Linked DNA regions of Rattus norvegicus: all the other regions are linked to region 1. Evidence: chromatin contacts called from public Hi-C data. All regions are on one chromosome and are shown on one strand. The core of a region is the stretch at or near the end of the contact, and the rest is flanking DNA. Distances in the headings are between cores, read along the strand shown.

The links. Hi-C and Micro-C count contacts between places; a contact is called where the count stands out from the background.
Region 2: a Hi-C map of Schwann cells shows a contact between it and region 1, with 3 times the contacts expected there. The contact joins the promoter of Ranbp9 here to the promoter of Tbc1d7 in region 1. A contact is called at or near these places in 6 of 12 Hi-C or Micro-C datasets (Schwann cells, frontal cortex, hepatocytes and 3 more) and 1 of 1 datasets of contacts at active chromatin or transcription factors (oligodendrocytes).
Region 3: a Hi-C map of liver shows a contact between it and region 1, with 7 times the contacts expected there. The contact joins the promoter of Mcur1 here to the promoter of Tbc1d7 in region 1. A contact is called at or near these places in 2 of 12 Hi-C or Micro-C datasets (kidney and liver).

Annotation. Positions count from the first base shown.
Region 1 is chr17:21,734,915-21,738,636 of GRCr8, reverse strand. Tbc1d7 (TBC1 domain family, member 7) reads right to left here and starts at 1,698. Exons shown (of 8, transcript NM_001108411.1): 1 at 1,535-1,698; 2 at 97-248. The coding sequence starts at 208.
Region 2 is chr17:21,425,522-21,429,093 of GRCr8, reverse strand. It overlaps Ranbp9 (RAN binding protein 9), which reads right to left and starts at 2,317. Exons shown (of 14, transcript NM_001427414.1): 1 at 1,425-2,317. The coding sequence starts at 1,938.
Region 3 is chr17:21,347,126-21,350,975 of GRCr8, reverse strand. Mcur1 (mitochondrial calcium uniporter regulator 1) reads right to left here and starts at 2,486. Exons shown (of 9, transcript NM_001305178.1): 1 at 2,141-2,486. The coding sequence starts at 2,486. It overlaps LOC134482833 (a long non-coding RNA gene), which reads left to right. Exons shown (of 4, transcript XR_010059429.1): 3 at 535-589; 4 at 1,791-1,927.

The DNA of each region.
Region 1 (3,722 bases), core at 449-2,948:
ACACACACACACACCAGCCATGTACTGCTTTGAATCCTTTACGGTAATATTTACCTGGTAATTTCGAACCCATGAACTTAAGCAGATGAGACTCACCCAACCGGTCATCTTTCAGGAGGATTTCCAGTGATTTCTTCTCTTCAACTCCACGAAAGCCAACTTTCTCGTAGTAGACTGAACGGAAGTTTCTCTGAGAGTCGTCAGTCATGTTTCATCCTTGGAGGGAATTTTTTTTTTCTTAAGTGAGCCTAAAGCCAAAGAAAGAAGAATTGGGAAGACATTAGGTGAATATGTCTCTGCCTTTTCAATAAATCAAATATGATAAAATGCCTGCCCCTGAGCAAGGAGCATGAAATCTTTGAATTCACACAACCCTATCCCATCTTCCTTATGCATCTTGGTCAAAGATATAGATGTGAAGATATAGGTCAACTGCCCTCCAAGCTACTAAAGTAGGTGGCACAGAAGGGAGGCTCTCAGGTTCGTTACTTACTTATGCAAATCCATAGCACAATGAAATACCTTGTACTCATTGTGAACTATTGAACAAAAAAGGATGGATTAGAAAAGCAGGCAAGTTATATTATATAGATGGGGCTAACCAGTGGTATATACTAATTCTGCTTCCAGTTTTACCACTCAGGTCTCACTAAGTAGCCCAGGCTGGCCTCAAATCAGAGATCTTCACCTCTGTCTCCTGGGTGGTGGGATAAAAAAGTGTGGACAACCACTCCTAGTCCAAGATAGGTATGTTTTTAAAAATAAAAGGACATCTGAAACATTAACAAGTTTATTCAGCTAGTAAGATTATATGTGACTTTAATTTCCTTTGTTTTGCTTAGCTGTGCTCTCGAAAATGGGCATTTGGAGACATTAAGAGGAAAAAAACACCCTAAGTCCTGCCCTTACTTTTCTTCCTGTAAACACAATTCTGCCAAATATAATTATCAAAATACAAAACTCCAACAGAAAAACGGCATTGAAGTATAACCAGAAGACGGTTAAAACCTTGCAAGAGCACTCAAAACATCTCAGAGGCACACCATTCTTTCAAAACAATCTTTGTGCTATTAATGGTAAACCAAAAGAAATGGTCAAACTAGGTTACTGAATCAGGCACTAAAGATGCAAACATTCTTCCAAAGAATAAAGTCTTCGGCTACTAAAAGCCCCTGAGACGTCCCCAGATAACTAGGGAAGGTTGAACTTCTTGTTGGAAGTTAGATATCTGAACAGTTTATTACGAAAAAGATTATAATTCATTTTTGAAAAGAGGCAACTTAGAATCATAGCTGTTTTTAAGAACTCAAAGATTAAAATGCAATCTGTAGTTTGGGGTTTTGCTTTTTTGTTTTTTGTTTTGTTAAGCATTCGCTGCTCCTGTTGTCTGAGGACAGCATTCCTAAGACTACACTCTGATTGGCAAAGGCGTCGCCCTGAAAGACAAATCCTGCCCAGGTGATTCCACCTGCGGGAAAGATGCCCGCACCCGGTGAAGCCCCAGGCCCCGCTCTCCCGGCTATGCACGCTTCACCTCTAGTAGAGCAAACACACCCGGTTCAGACTAAGAGTTCCGGGAGGCAGCGGAGAGCAGGCCAGGAACGCTGTGCTACCGGCGGGCAGGCGGAACCATAAGCGTCAGGGCCGAGCGTGCGAGGGGAGCGACGCTGCAAGACACCGGCCCCGGGCCCTCTCCACTGCTAACTCCCGTCGCCGGACGTGACGTCGCGCCGAGTGCGCGTGCGCAGAGGACATCTACGGGAAGCCCCACCCACACGCGGACGTTAAAGCGGTAAAGCTGGAGGCGCTGTATGGTAGTAGCAGGCCGCCGAGAGACTGTCAGTCCTTGTGTAACAACGTCTGCCCCTCTCACCTGGTGATCGTCTCCCTCTCCGTTCGGACGTCCCTACTTATGGCACTCTTCTCCGGCCACCATACTCCTGCCCAGTGTAAACCGGGATCCCTCAGACGGTGTTTCTTTCACCACGCTGAATGGAAAAACGGAAACCAGCCTTTGCTTATTGATTGGGCTGCACTGCTTCTCCCAAACGTTCAAAGTGACCATGAGAAAACAAATCAGTGAGTTTTCAGCTATTAAAAACTGAGTGATGGGCAGGAGAGATGGCTAGGCAATTAAGAGCACTTGCTGCTGTTGTACAGAACTCGGGTTCAAGTCCCGGCACTCAAGGTAGCGCACAACCGTCAATAACAACAGTTCCAGGAGATCCAAAATCATCATCCTGATTTCTGCCAATACCGGGCACGTGCATGATGTACTCGCACGCAGACAAAACATACACAAATAGTTAAAAATTAAAAAGTGTTCCCTCTGACCAAGGAAGGATAAAGAAAATCATTTGTTCATCCCTTACTGTGCAAGGGGCCAGTTGCTGTCCCTTGACTTTTGGCAGCTACTCAGTCAGACCTAGTAGAATGCCAAGCGTGCAGCCATTTTAGGCTGCTTGCTTGGGGAAGCTGTGCATCCTGTGTAAGATTTGTCATGGAAAGCATAGTCTTTGGCCATCCCCAGGTGGCACTGAGTTGGAAGCAAGGACTAAATTAGGGAGCTATTAGGAAGATCTAGCTGTTTGGGACAGACTAGTGATTCTTGTCTTGGATTGTTAGTCACAATCTGGCTTCCTAGAATGTTTTAGAAAAGGGAGCTATTTTTCTCTGCAAGTTGTGAGTCACATTCTATTTTACGTATGGCCAGGCTTCGTGTAGTCAGCTTCTCCGTTAAAATAGAAAAATGAGAGCTGAAGGGACAGTTAAATGGTGAAGAGCACTGGTTGCTCTTCCAGAGTACTTAGGTTTAAATCTAAGAACCTAATTATGAAGGATGGGATGCCCTTTAGCTTCCTTGGACACCAGGCACATATGTGGCACACAAATGCATGTGCAAGCAAAACACCCATACAAATAAAAAATATTTTAATGTAAATATATATGGATATAAGAAGAAAATGAAGTTAATAATACACTGACTACACACTTGAGCTCATCTTGGGATTTAACAGATAGAATACTCTTTAAACAGTAAAACAAATTAGTACATACTGTTTATTTCACAGGTCTATAGCAATGCCTGGGAAGATTTAAACTACTATGTTTTGAAAGCAATCTTCCAGAGAAAAGATGGATGGTTCAGGGATGTGCCCTGGCTCCTTAAGAGCCCAAAACTTAACAGACTGGCAGACTCATGTTTTGATGACATTTTATTATATTAACTTTAGTTGCTCCTCAAAAAAAGTACTTTTTATTTCAGTTAAATTCCACAAAATGCATTGCCCATCTGCTGTACTTGTCACGACATTAAAGGTTACAGGAAAGTTAGAAACCAAAATCAGATATACAACTGAGGTGCACTGTGGGTAAGATGGGTGTCGAATTTTAAAATAGAGGAACGTTCAGTGTTCGGATCACACAGCCATCCCACCACCATCCTGTCTTCCTCCTTACTAGGGTACTCAGTCTTGCTTAAGCAGTCCTTTGGGGTGGCTACTCCAGCTATATTTACTCCATCTAAACCTAGGGCAAGCCATAACTTAGGCAATCTCCTTCTTACCTCTGACACAGAGCTCTTAGTGATGCAGTCACCATAAAAGTGTTGGTAAGATTGGTGAGAGGTGCAGCCCAAGAGGGACATAGGTGGTGGCAGCAAAGGGAGAGCCCCTAACTGCCTATCACTGTCGTTTTTGATGAGCTGGTGAGCTGGGTATTTG
Region 2 (3,572 bases), core at 1,068-3,567, 310 kb after region 1:
AGACTGCTAGCACTCAGGAAAGCTAGGAGTCTTTGTTCACTAATCTCCCCACAAGCAGTCTCTGTCCTACAAGCTTTTTATTTACTATAAACCACAAAGTTAAAATGATAAAGTTTTGTCAAATCTAACAAAAGCATTCTGGCAGCCAAAACAGAAGAGAAAACTTCATAACATAGCACTCACTGTTCACACAAATTTAAAAACAAAATTAAGTAATAATCCACAATGAAATCAACAAAATGACCTAACTGAAAGAAAAAAAAAATCAGTATTTTGAAATTTTCGGCCACTCACATCAAGGAACATAGCGTTCAAAAGAGTAAGTGCTTCTTTGGATCTATGGCAAGAAGAAAAAGTAATGTTCCACAAGGCCCATCTTTGTGTAGATTCTTTTCAGCCAAATCATTCAGCAGATATCTGTTGCCATATGCGTTTCCAATTAAATAGTAGCCGATTTGTCAAGATTCTTCGCAAACCCTGTTCTGAATTCTTTCAGAATCTTACGGCAAGGCTGTTTATATCCTCGACAGACATGTCATTAGGATCCGAAGACCCTTCCTTTAGAGCCAATCAAAAAGAGCCTGCTAGGTGTAAAAGCTCGCCTGCTTTAGATTTAGGGCCTAAAACACAGAATGTGTTCAAACTGATACCACTGCATTTTTCTTTACCCTCTCCACACAACTAAACTTGACACACGCCATTAATCTGAGCGACAATTCAAAACCCCCTTACTGCCATTTATAACCTTCTATACAGTTTCCTTAAAGCTTTGTTTTAACCTAGGAAAAAGTGGGGATGGGAGAAAGCAGAGGCCTAAGGTGGTTAACTTTGTTAACTGCAGGTGCAAAATATAAGCTAGTTTTCTTCAAAATGCTAATTGGTATGTTTTAAAACCCTTGTTTTCAACAAAACTTCATGTAACACCAACCCGGAAACACAGGGCATTTCCAATGCGGAGGGGGGGAGGGTTTCTGCTCCCCGAAGAAAACGGAATCCTGAGGTTCCCCTCCCAACCTCCCAGTTGCTTTCAGTAAGGTGCAATGATGGCCAACTTGGGCCCCTTGTCCTTTTGTCCCCCTAGACAATCTCTGGCCTAATTTGGGACAAATCCTCCACCGATCACGCCTCCCTCCCCCTCCTGTGTATCTCTGCTCTCCCTTAATTAGAAACTGTACCTCGGAATCGTGCCTCTCACCCCTGCTGCGTAAGAGGAGATGGCCTGACCCTCCACCTGGAGAACAATGTAACCCAACTCCAGCCCATAGATTTATCTCGAGGAAATCAGAAGGTGCGATGTGTCTGGTCATCCCGGATTCCCTCAAAGCGTCCAGCTCCTTCCCACCTGGGACCTCACTCTCACGTTCCCTCGCCCAGAGCCTCGCCCCGCACCGTCGGATCTCTCCGCGGGACCCCGCGCCCCGTACCTTTGTAGTGCACCCGCAGGTTGTTCTGCGAGAGGCCGATGTAGCTGAACTTGTCCTTCGGGCTCCAGGACCGGGGCAGCGGCGTCTCCTGCTCATCCACGGCCGGATAGAGGCGCTTTAGCCGCCGCTGCAGCTCCTTCTCTTGCTCGTTGAGGGCCGAGTCGCCGTGCGGGAAAGGGGCAGCGGCGCTGCTGCCCGCCGCCAGGCCCGGGACCGGGACGCCTGCGACCGAGCCCGGGCCCACGGCCAGGCCGGGAGGCGCGGTGGCGGGGGCGGCCGCCGAGGCGGGGGGCGGCGGCGCGGCGGTGGCCGGGGGAGGCGGCGGCGGCGGCGGCGGGTGGAGCAGCAGGGCGGCCGCTGCGGCCCCCAAGCCTCCACCAGGCGAGCCGGCCGGGGAGGAACCGGCGCTAGCGGCCGCGGGCGCGGGCAGGGCGACTCCGGAGCCCGGGGCCCCGGCGGCGGGCGGCGGCGGCGGCTGCTGTTGCGGCGGCGGCGGCGGCGGCTGCCCGGACATCCCGGCCGCGACTCAGCCTGCGGCACCTCCAATCGTCCCTGCTTCCTCCTGCGCTTCCCGGGGGCGCTGTCGCTGCGGCCGCCGGCACCAGGCGCCCAGAGTCCGCCCGCCCCGGAAGCAGGCGGCGGGCCGCGCGGCCCGGCGGAGCGCGGCGGTTGAGGAGACCGGCCGCGGGCGGGCAGACGGGAGGGCGCGAGGGAGCGTTGGCCAGGCGCTGGCGGGCACGCGACCCGGAGCGATGCGGTGGGACGGCGAGGGGCGCGGGCAGGCGGGCGGGAGGGCGCGCGGCCCTAGGCGACGCGATGAAGCGGAGAGGCTGCAAGGGGTGCGAGCGGCCGGGGCGGCCGCTGCTCTCGCGGCTGTTTCCCGGCGGGCGAGCGGGCGGCGCGAGACGCTGCGCGCGGGCGGCGCCAGGCGAGGAGGCGGGCCGCGGCGCGAGGGGCGGGCCGGGTGCGCGCGCGGACGGGCTTGTCGGCGGCCTGGGGCTCTACGGCGCGGGCGCGGGCCTCCGGTGGCTGCGGGATCCTAGCTGCGCCGACCGGCGGCCTGGCGCGTCTTGTCCCGCCGTCCCCTCAGCCGCCGGGAGCCCGCGTCGCGCCCAGGCGAGAGCAATCGAGCCCTGCTGCGCCTCCGGGAGCTGAGCCCGGGGTTCCTAACGCCTCTAACGCTAGCGGGTCAATAAAGGGCCCTTGGAAACCATTTCTGAAGGCGAAGTCTCCCGCTTTAAATAGTGACCCTCTCGTTAATTAATTAATTTATGAGGAGTCCGAGTGAACTTAACGGGGGAACAGCCACGTTAGGAATACCAATCAAGACTGGCATATCGTCAAAGGGCAGGGACGCGAACTGTGTGTGCATTTAGGAAGGGCTTCTGGGGACGTCAAAACATTTTATAAGCTCATTAATTCTCACCATAGGCCTCTTTGTTAGGTAGCAGAGAATTATGCCCATTTTTTTTTAAAACATGGAAGTACTTACTGAGGTCAGCAGAGTTTTAAACAAATGGGACTTCCTACTTTGCAATTCTCAGTAGAGTGCTTGGTCAACTCATGTGGCACAATTTGCCAAGTGTTGCTCTCTGACCCCACATAGCATTACTATTCTGTTTTCGACACTTCCCTTTGTTTAGTTTACCCTTTCCTTAGCCCGGCGAAAGTCAGGCTTCAGGTTCTGACACCTTGTTTGCTTCCGAGGTGATACACTGGCTATTATTGGACCATATAAGCATGGAATGGTTGGTTGAACAGAGAACTAGTTACTTTGTTTTTGAAGCAAATCGGTCAATGGTGATTTAATGAAAGACTCCCATGGACATAGCACCTGGCCAGAAGTAGCATTCTGCCTAGTTTCCACCTTAAATTACCCACACTAGATACTCCTTTGTTCATTAATAATAATAAAAAGGTGCCATAATTTTAACCTCTGCTCTAAATTTTTTCTACAAATCACAGCATGTTTACATGATGCCATTGAATTTAAAACACACTAAAACTTCCATTTATAGTCAAATAAAGGGAGTTCCCTGGAAGCCATGTTCTTCTACATGTTGGTAGGCAAGATGGGCTACACGGGCTCCAAGCCTCATCAAACATCCCTAACAGAGTCAATAAGATTTTATTCATGAAACATACTAT
Region 3 (3,850 bases), core at 1,237-3,736, 390 kb after region 1:
TCCTTATAAGAGTTGCCTCGGTCATGGTGTCTGTTCACAGCAGTAAAACCCTGACTAAGACACAATCAGAACAGGGGTTGGAGAGAAGCCCCAGCGATTAATGCCACCGACTGCTCTTTCAGAGGATTCTGGTTCAATTCCCAGCACCCACACGGTCATTCGCATGTGTGAACACACATGTGTTCAGATTCGTATGTAGCATATGTGTGTGTGCCTGCCTGTAGATGCCTCAGATTGATGTCTGGCATCTTTCTTGACCAATCTGTACCTTAGTCACCCATGTAATGTCTCTCGATTGAACCCAGAGCTCATGGGTATGGCTAGAGATCGCCCACAACTGCACCTTCTGAGTGCTGGAAAGGAAGGTCACTATGTAAGCCCAGTATATAATTTATGTGGGTGCTGGGGACCTCAACTCTGGTCCTCCCGCTTGAGTATTTTATCCACCAAGTTAGATCCCCAGACCAACACACCACCACTGTTAAAAATGATTTGTACATTGACCAGTTTTTTTTTTTTCCTTCCTTTTTCCAGAAACAACTGGAACCAGAAATAGCAAGCTTGGTTGAAGAAAGCTGGCTTCTAAAAAGTAAGGGAAAGGGCTGGCCACTTCCCAATGGGCGTTTTACCCACAGAGGGATGGGAATGCCACCCTGTTTGGTCAAGACAACAATGAGGACCCAGGAGTACTTAATTCCCAGGGATCACAGCAGGAAGACGTTAACTTAAGGGGTATTAGAATGTAAGGTGTAATTCTCCTCTCTGGAGACCTTCGTCACAGTCAAAGGGTGCTAAAATCCATCATTGTAAAAGAAGCCCAAAGATAGCCCTGAATGGATGAGAAACCAACTGTAAAATTATCCACTGAGGACCTCAGGCACAAAACTGAACTAACAACCTCGGGCCAAGGATAAAGGAGCAAAATGCTGACAGCTTAAACGGGCAGGAAAGCTTACTGTTTCTGCTGCTTCCCTTTTAAAAATGCAGCTATCCTCTCAAAAGAAGGAGAACAATACAATGGCACTATCTTGCTAACACAATGAGAAAGAACCCCCGCCCCCAATCTTTGTGCCAAAACCATACATTAAGAGCAAAAACATCGGCAGGCAACAGCTTGTGAAAAGTCCAGCAAGCAGGGGTGTGGTAGCTTAGCCTTTAACCCCAGCACTTCGGTGGCACAAGGGATCTCTGTGTTAGGCTACACGGTTCTCTCCTGGTCTCAAAGCAGAACAAAACAAAATAGCACACAGGAAGGCAAGGTATGGAAATAAGAAGCCAGACAGGTCTCCAACTCCTAATCCTACAAAACACGGACAGAAAGCTCACTGCTTGTTTTCCTACCTATGTGTAAAGCGTCCCTCGTTTTTTCTGAACTATTAGGAGCCTCTCCCCTAGCCATAAGCATTCTTAAATTTTAGATGCAGGTAATGATCATAGAAAAAAAATATGGAAGACCAACGCGTGGGTGTATATGGCTACCATAGACAGAAACAGGTTACCCAAGAAGTAATTATGCCACGTTTGCTGATTAGCCTGCAGGATAAGATTTAATCTGCTACTTACTATGAACACATTCCAGGTAGTTTACTTTCCTTGTCTTAGGCAGTTCAGTGGTGTCCCTCGCCTCCTTCAATTACCTAAATGACACAGAGATTCCTACTCTGGCCACTCAGTTTAAAGGCACAGAGTTCTTCTTCAAGCCGTAAACATAAAGCCTCTATTTTTCTTTATAGTATTTGTCGTTAGTAAGTGCGTATACATATACAAAACACCTGCTGCATATCTTGCAGAAAGCTCCGGAAAGAGAAGAGTTTGTTGAACTTATTACCTCCAAACAGCTAGAAAAGTGTCAGGCAGAGAACAGGCAACAGCGGACCATGAAAGAATCAATAGTTTGGAATCAAAGGAAAACGGCATCCCTTCATTCCTGGATCTGCGCCCCTCGGACCTGAATACCCGGGCACCGGCTTCTAGCACTTTTCCCACTTCTCCCTGGCTCCAACATGTGTGCAAAGGCAGCCCGAGTATGCGTGTCATCCGGTGTCAGGCCACCCGGGCTCTGCGCTCCGAAACCTCGCCCCAGCGGCGCGACCACAGCCCAGTCACTTGGGTGACCTGTGGTTCCTCCCTCCGGCCTCACCTCTCCGGCTGCTCACGAGCGCGGCCACGCGCCGGGCACCCAGCCGCAGACGGCCCAGCGCGTTCCTGCCAGCGCCGAGCGCGGCCGCGGGGATGACGAGCCCCGGGCGCGAGCGCTCAGCCAGCGTCCTACGCGGGGCGGTGGCGGCCAGGCGCGGGGAGGGCACGAGCAAGAGGAGCAGCAGCCGGGACGCGCGGGCGGTCCGTCCTCGAGGCCTTAGCCAGCTTCGTCCGCCGGGCAGCGTGGAGACGCCGGGGCGCACCGGAACTCCGCAGCCGGAGGACAGGAGCCGCTGGCGACCCGGTGTGCGCTTCGGCCGCTCGGCCGCCAAGGAGCCGCTGTCCATCCCCGAGTGGGTCACAGGCCGGAGCGCGCACGCATGTCGCTCCCGCGCGGTCCCGATTCCGAGTCGCCTCGGGAGCGAGCGTGGGCCGCCGTGCAGACCTGCCCTTTCCTGCCCGCCTGCGGCGTAGTCCGCCGTTGCCACGCCTCCTCCCCATAGCCGCCAGCCTCGTCGGAGCCCGCCCTGACCACGCCCCTCAGATGGCGGCCCCAGCCCGGCTCCTCCAGTCTCACCCTCTCCCGGGCTCGCCTTTGCATCACCACGCCCCTGTCCCCTTGCCATGGCCTGCCGTAACCTTGTCTCTGGGGCGGGAACTAGGGTGCGCCTTAGCCATTTTCCGGCTGCAGAATTACGCTGCTCTTTCTGCTTCTGTGACTTACAGTTTCATTATGCAGTTGTCTTAAGAATGTTAATGGCTTCTTTGTCCTTCGCAGACCGGTGAAAAGTTCTTGACTGCTCCGGCTGGCTTAGATTTTTATTTAACTCAAGTTCTCTAGGGTTGTGTTTTAGGGAATTATTCACAGGGTATAGGGAACTATGTTTCCAGAGCCCATAAGTTAAATTTCCAGGTTTTTTTGTTTTGTTTTTTGTTTTGTTTTTTTGAGACAAAGTTTCACTATGTAGCCCTCACTAGCCTGGGACTCACTATGTAGATCAAGCTGGCCTTTGCCACCTGAGTGATGGGATTAAAGGCGTGCACTATCACATGGGGCTACAGCTTTTGTTTTGGATTAGCGCACAATAAAAGGTCCTAGTGTGGAAACGTAAAACGTGGAGTATGAATGTTAAACTAGACTGGATAATAAGATATTTGAGGGGGCTGGAGAGATGGCTCAGTGGTTAAGAGCACTGACTGCTCTTCCAGAGGTCCTGAGTTCAAATCCCAGCAACCACATGGTGGCTCACAACCATCTGTAATGAGATCTGATGCCCTCTTCTGGTGTGTCTGAAGACAGCGACAGTGTACTTATATATAATAAATAAATATTATTTAAAAAAAAAGATATTTGAAACAGGCAGTGTTTTAGCTCGGAACTTTTCGAAAGACTGTCGCACTTTAGAGTTTCCTGGTCCTTTGTGTTATCTTGATGCATGATGAATCACCTGTACCAGTCACTATGCTGGGAGAGAGAGAAAAGACATTGCTGTTGGATGGGTGGGGGCAGAGAGAGCGGGGGGGGGGGGAGGCGGGGGGGGGGAGACAGAGAGACAGAGAGACAGAGAGACAGACAGAGAGAGGAAGGAAAAGGAAAGGACATGACTGCCTCTCTTACGTTGGAGGAGGGCATAGTCAGAAAAGGGAAAACATAGCCAGAGACAGACCTCTGCGAGAGTCCAAAGGACTGAACCTGACCTTGAGTCTGGCC